2 separate regions of the Mus musculus genome follow, and region 1 is linked to region 2. The links are chromatin contacts, called in public Hi-C maps. All regions are on one chromosome and are shown on one strand. The core of a region is the stretch at or near the end of the contact, and the rest is flanking DNA. Distances in the headings are between cores, read along the strand shown. Region 1 holds the start of Scn9a (sodium channel, voltage-gated, type IX, alpha). Region 2 overlaps Scn9a (sodium channel, voltage-gated, type IX, alpha).

Region 1 (5,247 bases), core at 2,515-5,014, 130 kb before region 2:
GCCCTATGTATGTGAAAAATTCATACTGAGCAATTAAGAAATGTTTATACTATCTAAATATTAACTGCGTGAAAAAGCAAAGCATATTTACTTTCTTGACAGGAATCAAGAAATGGACACCATGTTAAACTAGACCACAAAACACTAGATGCTAACACAGCTGGGGTCCTACTTTTCCTTAGTTGTTATAATTTGTATTATTTGTCTAGTTTAACATATCAGCAGCTTATGTCTGACATCCATCAATGAATCTCATGTAAAATGCTAAATAAAATCACCATGTTCTGCTTTGTTCAATGGCTATTCCTAGTTGTCAACTAGACTACATCTGGAATGAACTACAGCCCAGAAATGAAGGGCACACCTTTAATCCAGATCTTGAGATTAGAAGACTCAGGCTCCTACCCTGATCTTGACATGGAAATCTTGAGGCATAGTTGCCATGAAAAGCTTAGGCCTAGGCAAGGTAGTACACACCTTTAATTTCAAGAAGCTGAGGCAAGCTGATCTTTGAGTTCAAGGTCAGCCTGGGACAAAGTAAGTTCCATATTCAGGTGTGGTGGTACACACCTTTAATCTGGGCAACATCTTCTGCTGGAGTCCTACATAAAGACGTTGGAAGACTCACTCTTTGCCTGTTTGCACTTACTTGCCAGCATATCTGTTGGAACGTACGTCTTCAAGATTCCAGCTTAGACAGAAGATGAACTGAAACAACTAGCCTCATGGAAAGGGGGAACATGTAGATTCTTGGATTTCCCATCTACAGCTGCCTATTGTTGGGTTAGTTGGACTACAGTCATTACAATAAATTCCCTTTATAGAGACATTCCATAAGTTCTGTGACTCTAGAGAACACTAATACACTTTGCTTTGTATATATATCCACTCAGCAACAAAACAATAATTGTTGTTTATTTTTTCACTTCCACAAAAGCAACTTTCTACCTCATCTGTCCTCCTTAAATAATAATATTGACAGTCTTGTATACAACCTATTGTTACAGTAATTGTCTAGCATTTGTATTTTATTTTTAATAGTACTGTTATTTCTATATTAAAACAATATTATCACAAAAGTACACTTACTTTCTAATTTTTCATGTGTGTGCATGATAGATACTAATTTATACACATAGACACCTCACATTTTTCTAACAGAATCACAGATGAGCGGATTTTAAAATTCTTAGTAACTTAGTGGTCACTAGCTGATCAACCAGGTGTACTCTGCCTTTCATAATTCAAACTTAACCCAAACTTTGTCTAAGGTATTCTCCACAATGTCTGCATGGGATGCCACTCTGAGTGTCAAATAATCAGTGTACACTGTTATACTCAAAAGAATATTCAAGGAGATGGTCTTCATGTTTAAACAGACAAAAATCATATGGCTGACAAAAATGTAAGAATCACATAATATAGGTTAATAGTAACATATTACAGGATAGTTGAGAAACAGAAAATGGTAAATTAAATAAAGAGTTGAAAAATGAAAAGAATTAAGAAAAAATAATGAATTATGTTCACCATGCCTTTATGAAAAATCATCAAAAATATTTCATCAAATTCCTTAGACAAACAAAAGAATATTTTGTCTTTAGCAAACTCTTAGAGAGCTGATGTGCCCTGGGAAGAGTGTGCTGTTAATGGATGCTTTAAACAGAAAAGTGAGAAAGAAATAGGCAATCCAGTTGACATGGTCATACTTTAGTTGTAAGGAAAAGGCATAAATACATGAAAGAATGAATTGATAATTTATACCTTGTTTATAATAAGCTTTTCTACTATGAAAAAGCCAGTGTTTGTTAGAAAATATGATTAGACAAACCCACAACCTGAATGAAATAGTTCCAAAACACATAAGGGAACATTAGCTGCAATGTACCAAGAACTCTTAGAATACAAGAACACATTAACCTGATTTAAGAACATGTCAGAGAACTTTGCTGACACCACACTGCACCATGGTTGTGGAGATGCAGATCATACCACTGTTGTCAACAGCATAACTGAGATACAACCTCACATCTCTTCTAACTGCTGAAATCTGAAACACTGACACATACAACACCAGCAGAGATGTTGGCAGGAACTCTCAGCCATGCCTGGTGAGGGGAAAAAAAAAAAAAAAAAAAAGACATGGACTCATTGGAATAGTTTGCCATTTTCTTGCATATTTAATCTCTCTTATGATACAATTTAATGGTAGTATTCTTGGTATTTACTGAAAGGAATTGAAATGTTATGTCTACAAACATACACACACACACACATTTATAGATGCTTTACTCAAATTCCCCAATACTGGAAAGTAATGAAGAAATGAAATAATCAGCTATGGTAGATCCAGACTATGGAATTAAAGATGTTGGTAATAAAAGGATTCTTTGCATACCTGGGAACAAGAAACTATGTGTCCTCTCAGTGATGCTGAGAACCTAAAATTGCTCTACAGTTAGAATTGTTTAAAAAAAATGGTACATTATGTTTTTTATTGAACTCTTCCTACATCTGAAATCATCCAGGTAAAAGGTGACTACTTTTCTAGCACACAGTTCTAAGAATTACTGTCAAATGATTTTTCCAGAGAGCTATCTCCAAAATTAAAGTTTTTTATTATTATTATTTATTTTATGTGTCTGAGTACACTGTAGCTTTCTTCAGACACACACCAGAAGAGGGCATCAGATCCCATTAGAGATGGTTGTGAGCCACCATGTGGTTTCTGGGAATTGAACTCAGGACCTCTGGAAGAGCAGTCACTGCTCTTAACCACTGAGCTATCTCTCCAGCCCCCAAAATTAAAGTGTTTGTACACACTTTGTAGCACATTTTTGCCTTTCAAGGGTGTAGTATTAAAGTCCCTCTTTCCTCCAGCACAGCAGGCCATATAGATGTGGTGCTTCAAACTGTGGATATTGAACTTAAGCTTCACTTCCCCGGGGTGGGGGTGGGGGTGGAGCGATTGGCACAGTATTGCAGAAAAAGCCTTGCCCATCAAGCTGATCTGACCTGCCCTGAACTTTCTGAAAGCTGGGTCATGAAGTCCATCCACCAAGTCTCAGAATCTGCCATCCTCCAATGTCTTCTTTCCGCAGATTGTTGTTGTGTTTCTGCCATTGCTTCCCCTGCCAAGTTTCTGCACAACACAACACACACACACACACACACACACACACACACACACACACACACACACACACACCAAGAACAATTTCTTTCCACAGTCCCTGAACTAATCTCTGAAATTCACCATCCCTGGGGTTGATTGCATATCCTGGTGAGCGGTCCTAAGTCTAGGAAAATCTAAACCAAGTCTTCCTCCCCACCTAGACCAGCCTCTACAGCCTAGTCAAACTTCAAAAAGAAATATGCATTCTTTGCCTATCTAGAAGACTGCACACTCACTTATAAAAACAAAAACAACAAACAAACAAACAAAACAGGAAAAGGACACAGCCTAAAAATCGGTTCTGAGCATTCACTACCCAGCTCTACCAAGGGCAAACCCCAAAGGAGGGAACAGTGTTCTGCAGGCAGGGAGGCACCTGGAGGACAATGCTTTGTACATTCTCCCCAAGCTCCAACCCTTTGTCATTCTTCTCTGCCTTGCAGTTTTTCTCCGACTCAGCCTTCAAGCCACATAAAGTGGCTTCTCGGAAACATTAGCACTGAACTGGAGGGAAGGAAGGAGCTAGAGGGAGGTGGGGCGAGGTGATGGAAGGGCCTTTTTAGCTGCCCGCCACACTGGCGCACACTCGCACACACCCCACCCAGAGAGGTGGCCGCGGGTGAGAGGCTGTGCGACCCACCTCCTGTCCCTTCTTCTAGCACGGAGTATAGAGGCTGCCGCATCCCTAGCATCACCACGCCCAATCGCCAGGTCTCCGCCCTGCACCGTCTACCGGGCTGGGAGGAGGGAGCTAGGGGTGGGGACCCGAGAGCTCAGGGAGCATCGAGGAGGCCTAGCGACGCGGTTGGCAGCCGAGGGCGGGGTCGCTTCATCCTGAGCAGACTAGAAACAGACAGACTCCGTGCAGGCCTAGCCTGCGCTCCAATTGCGACTCTAGCCTTTTCAATCCTGCCCACTGTGCAGGCTGGTCTGGTCTAGCCTGGGTATCCCGGACTCCTAGTAGCAGGCACTGTGAGCAACAGGATTTCAAAGAAAGAAGCAGAGGGAAGAAAGAAGCCTGGGAAGAGAGGAAGACTTCCCTTGGATCAGAATCCGCAGGTGCACTCACCGGGTGGGCATGATCCGTGGGGCCAGGTCAGTGAAAGTCTTTTTTTTTTTTTTTTTTTTTTTTTTTTCCCAACCTCTTGCTACTCCCGCGAGTGTGGAAGAAAGAGGACCTAAGGTCCCTTTGCTCCCTTCAACTGCCACACCCACCTGTGTCCGTTTTTCACAAACTCGAATTTAGCCACCAAGGATTGCACCACCAGGAATTTAAAGGGGCTGAAAGAGGTGGGGATTGGGGGCGGGGAAGGTGGGGTCAGCAGAGAATGAAATCCAACTATTTCAACCGGAAAGCTACGCTCCCAACCCCCCCCCCCCCAAAAAATCACACTCTTGCGGCTCCTACGGGTTCAACAATATACACAAAGGTAGAGATGCTTAACAGTCTGTTATTTCTTTTCCGTCTACTCCAGTGGAGTTGTTACATGGGTCTCAGGACCAGGGCCAGCTTATGCTTCTTGACTAGCTAATAAAAAGGCATGTGCTTTAGAGCGAGTGTCTGCAAAGATAAACACGCAGACACAGCATTGCTGACTTACCTAGGAAAGATCAGAAAATCTACACACCCCAGAGAAGCATTAACAGGCAAATAAAGAACCAGCCCGTTTCTTAACAGTTTGTTTGTTTGTTTGTTTGTTTGTTTTTCAGGTCAATGAGCACTTTATAATGAAAATTAAAAGTTTTAGTTCATTTTAATTTGGTATATAGTACAACTGAATATCATGAACTCTCGAAGGGTGAATTTTTTTTCTTTGCATGTGTGTGTGTGTGTATGTATGTGTGTGTGTGTGTGTGTGTGTTCCAAACAAGATTAATCAATCAACCAACCAACCAAATAAACTAAAGCCAGTTTTTTAAATCATAGCAAAAAGTTTTACAAGGCTTTCTTTTCTTTTTCTTTTTCTTTTTTTAAGTTTTAGAGTCAACAGTAAATTACTTTAATCCAACAGCAATTTTGCCAGAACCAAATTTGGGGCATTTTTTTTCCCTCAAAGAAAACTTATAAAAGA
Region 2 (5,062 bases), core at 402-2,901:
AGCAAAATGCAATTGCTTCGTAATCTGTCCAAATTCTCTCACACTCACCTCTAAGAATATGGCTTTCATAATTCTGAACTGTTGTTAATTCTCACAAATGAACTTCTTTATTGTACTTTTGCAATGGATTCCTTCCAAACTCTGGCTTTTTTTGAAACCAAACTCTTTCTGCTACTGACAAATTCATTCATTTCAGGCTCTGTCTCTTCCAAACTCTTCAAACCTCTTCCCAACTCTTTTTAATATACAAACCAGGTTATGTGAACTTCTTCCATTCTTCCAAGGTGACCTCTACATATCTGTTATTTTAATTGCTTTATCCATTTATTTCATTAATATCTGTGCGTATTTAACCTAAATAAAATCAAAAGCCAATTCTCTGTGGAGATGAAGCTATATACAAAGACACACTAAAATACTTGGTGTAAAAATGAATGAATACGCATAAACATTTTAAATAAAATTTTCCTTAGTTTTTCATAGCAAGATAGTTTAAATATAAGAGGTCCAACTCAAATCTTTCAAACTTAGAGCAGATTGCAATATATTTATTTGCATTTTCGTATGTTTGCCTTTTTATCTTAATGTTAACACTTTCTATTACTTTTTCCAATATTATTGAGAATACTATACTGTTGCTCAAAACATTTTATCTTGTGTTTGTGTTTATTCCATCAAATTCCATCTTTTACCAATTATATCATTGAACTGCTGATTCTCCTGCTTGGATAGACGATATGCAGGTTCACCACCCCCATGTGACTATATGCAGTTCTGGAGACCAAGCATATCTCCCTACTTGCTTGGCAAACACTCTACCAACTGAACCGCACTTCCAGTCCCTCCAAAAGTTTTAAATTCAGGAGTAGAGATGTGTCCAATTATATTCCGTGTCAGTGAAGAAAGCCTTAAAAATAATTTGCCTCGGTGTTACAATTGTCCCACTCATTTGTTTCCCCATTAAATAATTTAAATGGTGTAGAAGAAATCAGGAAATTAGAAAATGACATATAATAATGCATTGTGTGAAAAATAATTGACGGATACTAAAAGAATGTCATCAAAATTAGACAATGAAAAGAAGGTCCTGCAGCATTAGGAAAAAAGAAACGATGTAATGTGGGAGAAGGTAGTCCCTAAATGATGCATTCAAAGCTTTTACTCTGAGTGTCAAGGTGTTCTACACATGTCCTTCTTGCCAGGCTGTGTGAGGAGATTTCCATGCTGCCAAGTTAACATAGACTCCGGGAAAGGGAAAGTTTGGTGGACCATCCGGAAGACCTGCTACAGGATAGTGGAGCACAGCTGGTTTGAAAGCTTCATTGTTCTCATGATCCTGCTCAGCAGTGGAGCTCTGGTAAGTGAGCTGATAAGTGGACTCATAAGTCAATATCTTTACCCATACACACATACACACACACACAAAGGAAGGTAAGTATGGCAAACTTTGCTGAAGGTTAATTGGTAGGCTATCATAAACATGGTTCATTCTGATTTCTTCCTCAGCACTACTGTCACTGGTATATAAAAAGACCACTGACTTAAGATTCATTTTCGTTTTTAATAATTGTGTTGCATGTGCACGCATGTGAGGGTGCAAAAACCACCACAAGGGCCAGAAAGGGTCATCTGATTCATCAGAACTGGAGTCACCCAGTGTGAGTCACCCCCTGTGGATGCTGTGAGCCAAATCCAGGTCTTCCACAAGAGCATTATGTTCTTAACCTCTGAGTCATCGCTCCAGCCCCAAAGATATTGATCTTTGGGTGTTAATTTTGTATTCTGCCATGGTGTTGGAAATGCTTATCAACTTTGAGCATTTTGTAGTAGAGTCTGTAAGGTTAGTTTGCTATAGAGTCAAAATCACCTGCAAATCAGGGTTCTTTGACCTCTTCTTTTCCTATTTGCATAGCTTTTATTTCCTTCTTTTTGCCATATTGCTTAAGATAGTATTTCGAAAGCTGCATTTATGGGAATAAAAAAGAGTGGGCTTGTGGTCTTCCTGAGTTCTCCTATCTTTAGTGTGATGCTGACTAACAGTTTGTAAATGCATAGTACTTATTATGTTGAGGGATACTATCTCCATCCTGACTTTTACCATGAAGGCATTTTGGATTTTGTCCAAGAGGCTTTCTTTGCTTATTGAAGCATTCATGTGATTTATGTCTGAGTTGATTTATATGATGAATTACATGTATTTACTTACATAAATTGAACTAACCTGCATCTGTGGAATGAAACCAACTTGGTCATGATGAATGATTTTTTTGATATAATTTTAAATGCTATTTGAAAATAATTTACTGATAGTTTTTTAAATTTATATTTATTATGGAGAAAAACTTGTAAATTCTCTCTCTGTGCCTTTTTGGGGGTAACCCTGTATTCTTGATATACTATATGAGAACAGTCAGGGTCCTCAAGATAATGCCTTCCTTAACAAGTCAGTCTCTTACACATTAAAACTAGAGTGTGTCTTCAAAATGGAAATCAGGACCCTAATATTACCTACTATAGCTCATACTCTTAATAACTAATAAAGTCTCCTGGGTTTATCTTATTCTAAATTATATATGGCCAGTTATTTTAAAGAATATATATATTAGAAGAAGCCATTTTTTAATTAGATATTTTCTTTATATACATTTCAAATGCTATCCCGAAAGTTCCCTATACCCTCCCTCCGCCCTGCTCCCCTACCCACCCACTCCCGCTTCTTGGCCCTGGCATTCCCCTGTATTGGGCATATAAAGTTTGCAAGACCAAGGGGCCTCTCTTCCCAGTGCTGGCCGACTAGGCCATCTTCTGCTACATATGCAGCTAGAGACACGAACTCTGGGGGTACTGATTTGTTCATATTGTTTTTCCACCTATAGGGTTGCAGACTCCTTAAGCTCCTTGGGTGCTTTCTCTAGCATCTCCGTTGAGGGCCCTGTGTTCCATCTTATAGATGACTGTGAGCATCCACTTCTGTATTTGCCAGGCCCCGGCATAGCCTTACAAGAGACAGCTATAACAGGGTCCTTTCAGCAAAATCTTTCTGGCATTGTGAACATATCCCATAATCAGCCACCAAACCCAGACACTAAAGAATATATTTAAAAGGTTAAAGTTTTAAATAAACTTTTGCTCAAAATGTCCAAAAAAGGAGACTGATGTTTTGGAGGAAGCCATATCAACTGAATTAAAAGAATCACACGAAGAAGAAAGGAAACAGCTTTGCAACTATTGGTAGTTTTGCTCAAGGAGTTTTCCTAGTATGATAATGAAGATTTTGAAATTCCTGTCTGTTAAATAAATGCAAATAATAGCTATAATGTAGAAAAATACCATATTTTATAATTTCAATATACATTTCTTTCATAAAATTCCCAAAAACATTCTGAGAAAATATAAAATTTTATCATTTAACAAACAAGAACACTGAGTACAGAGTTTAAAATGTTTCCACATATCTCAATTATAGTAAATGTCAACGTTATAATTTCAAAGCCCCTTCTATAACCCAGACATAGGAGAGCACACCAAAAAGGAAAGGAGAAACAAACAGTACCTGAAATGGGGAGCAGTGAAACCTAAACCCCAACTCTCCCCTTGCCTTTATGTTTCAACATCCACAAAGTTCACCCTGCAAATAGAGACCCTGCATCTGAGTCTGCTGACTGGTCCAATCACAGTGAGGTCTTCTGAATGGAGCATCTTATCTCATCACCAAGACTCAATACTCCTCTCTCTGAACCTGTACCCCAATTCTAAGAGCAGAATTCTTCTTTGACACCAAATCCCTTTCTTGCCATGTTTTGGAGTTACTGATTCTGCTTGGATGGTTTTCATAACTCCTCTAGAACTTGGAGAAAGGCACAGGAAAGTCTTGAGAGCTAGACTCCTTCCCTACCACATGCCATCCCCACCTCCACCCTGCTTACTTTCAGAAGGTCCACAAGGTTGTGCATCTTAGAGGGTCTGCACATTCTTTCTAACCTAAATTCTTGTTTTGCATCAGTATTGCTGTCAACCATGGTAAGAAATGTGCTAATGATGGTTTTTAAAGTATTGACACAGATTTGGCAGTGACGGGGGATAAGAACTGATTAAGTCCATAACCACGGACAGGAAATACGATGTTAATCACTAAAGCTATGTTATTTAGCTCTCATTTCTTCCACCAAGGTGATTAGTGCTTCCATATGAAAGATAAAACCTCATGTAATTCAGACCTATTTTGATCAGCGGCCATTTACAATACCCCCATTACTTCAACTCTCTAAATGTATTTGAATTATTTTCCAAAGAGCTTCAGGCTGTGGGTATCCTATCTTACCCTTGTCATTTTCTTAAAAGTTTTTGAAGAGGATAAATCCTACTAGCATGGAGTAAGAGCCAAAGGAGGTTCCTAACCTAATTGGTGGGTGTGAATTAGAGTGTAGTATTACAAAGGTTTACAAGAGGGCCTGACCCAGGAATAAAGTCTGAAAAGGATCAGGACCCTTTCCGTTTGAAAGGAGAAAAGAACAGGCAGGTGATGTGAAAAAAAAAGTGAGAGAGGGAAAGAAAGGAGAGAGAGAGAGAGAGAGAGAGAGAGAGAGAGAGAGAGAGAGAGAGAGACCTTAGGCTTTAGAAACCATGATTCTTTCAGAAGACTGTACGTAATTCCATTCCTCTGCTTCTCTGTGACAATGGAAAAGGATGTTAGAAGTAAATTTTATGCAGGAGCTGCAAACCAGAGGAAGGCTAGCCAAGTTGTTTTCACACCATTATTTTATGTGATGTCTCTATCAGAATTGTAATTTCTTCTTCTCCAGTGAAATATAAATTTAACATTACGCATAAGCTGAAATGTGAATGTTTCCACAGGCTTTTGAGGATATATATATTGAAAAGAAAAAGACCATTAAGATTATCCTGGAGTATGCTGACAAGATATTCACCTACATCTTCATTCTGGAAATGCTTCTAAAATGGGTGGCATACGGGTATAAAACATATTTCACTAATGCCTGGTGTTGGCTGGACTTCTTAATTGTTGATGTAAGTATTTTAGAATAAAGTTTAAAGGCTGATT

What was found. Hi-C and Micro-C count contacts between places; a contact is called where the count stands out from the background.
Region 1: a Hi-C map of olfactory sensory neurons shows a contact between it and region 2, with 3 times the contacts expected there. The contact joins the promoter of Scn9a here to the enhancer-like site in region 2. A contact is called at or near these places in 9 of 39 promoter capture datasets (the 3T3-L1 cell line, 3T3-L1-derived adipocytes, the HPC-7 cell line and 4 more), 14 of 484 Hi-C or Micro-C datasets (the AtT-20 cell line, the HPC-7 cell line, embryonic stem cells and 8 more) and 2 of 115 datasets of contacts at active chromatin or transcription factors (forebrain and stem cell-derived neural progenitor cells).

What each region holds. Positions count from the first base shown.
Region 1 is chr2:66,633,479-66,638,725 of GRCm38.p6, reverse strand. Scn9a (sodium channel, voltage-gated, type IX, alpha) reads left to right here and starts at 3,764. Exons shown (of 27, transcript NM_001290674.1): 1 at 3,764-4,270. Gm35265 (a long non-coding RNA gene) reads right to left here and starts at 4,962. Exons shown (of 7, transcript XR_374598.4): 1 at 4,245-4,962.
Region 2 is chr2:66,504,815-66,509,876 of GRCm38.p6, reverse strand. It overlaps Scn9a (sodium channel, voltage-gated, type IX, alpha), which reads left to right. Exons shown (of 27, transcript NM_001290674.1): 19 at 1,203-1,357; 20 at 4,855-5,028. All of the region lies in intron 2 of Gm13629 (predicted gene 13629), which reads right to left. Among named protein-coding and RNA genes, the nearest start is that of Gm13629, 66 kb to the right of the region's middle. Within about 2 kb of position 1,651, at least 28 of the 459 cell types and tissues checked have an H3K27ac peak or open chromatin away from gene starts, as enhancers often do.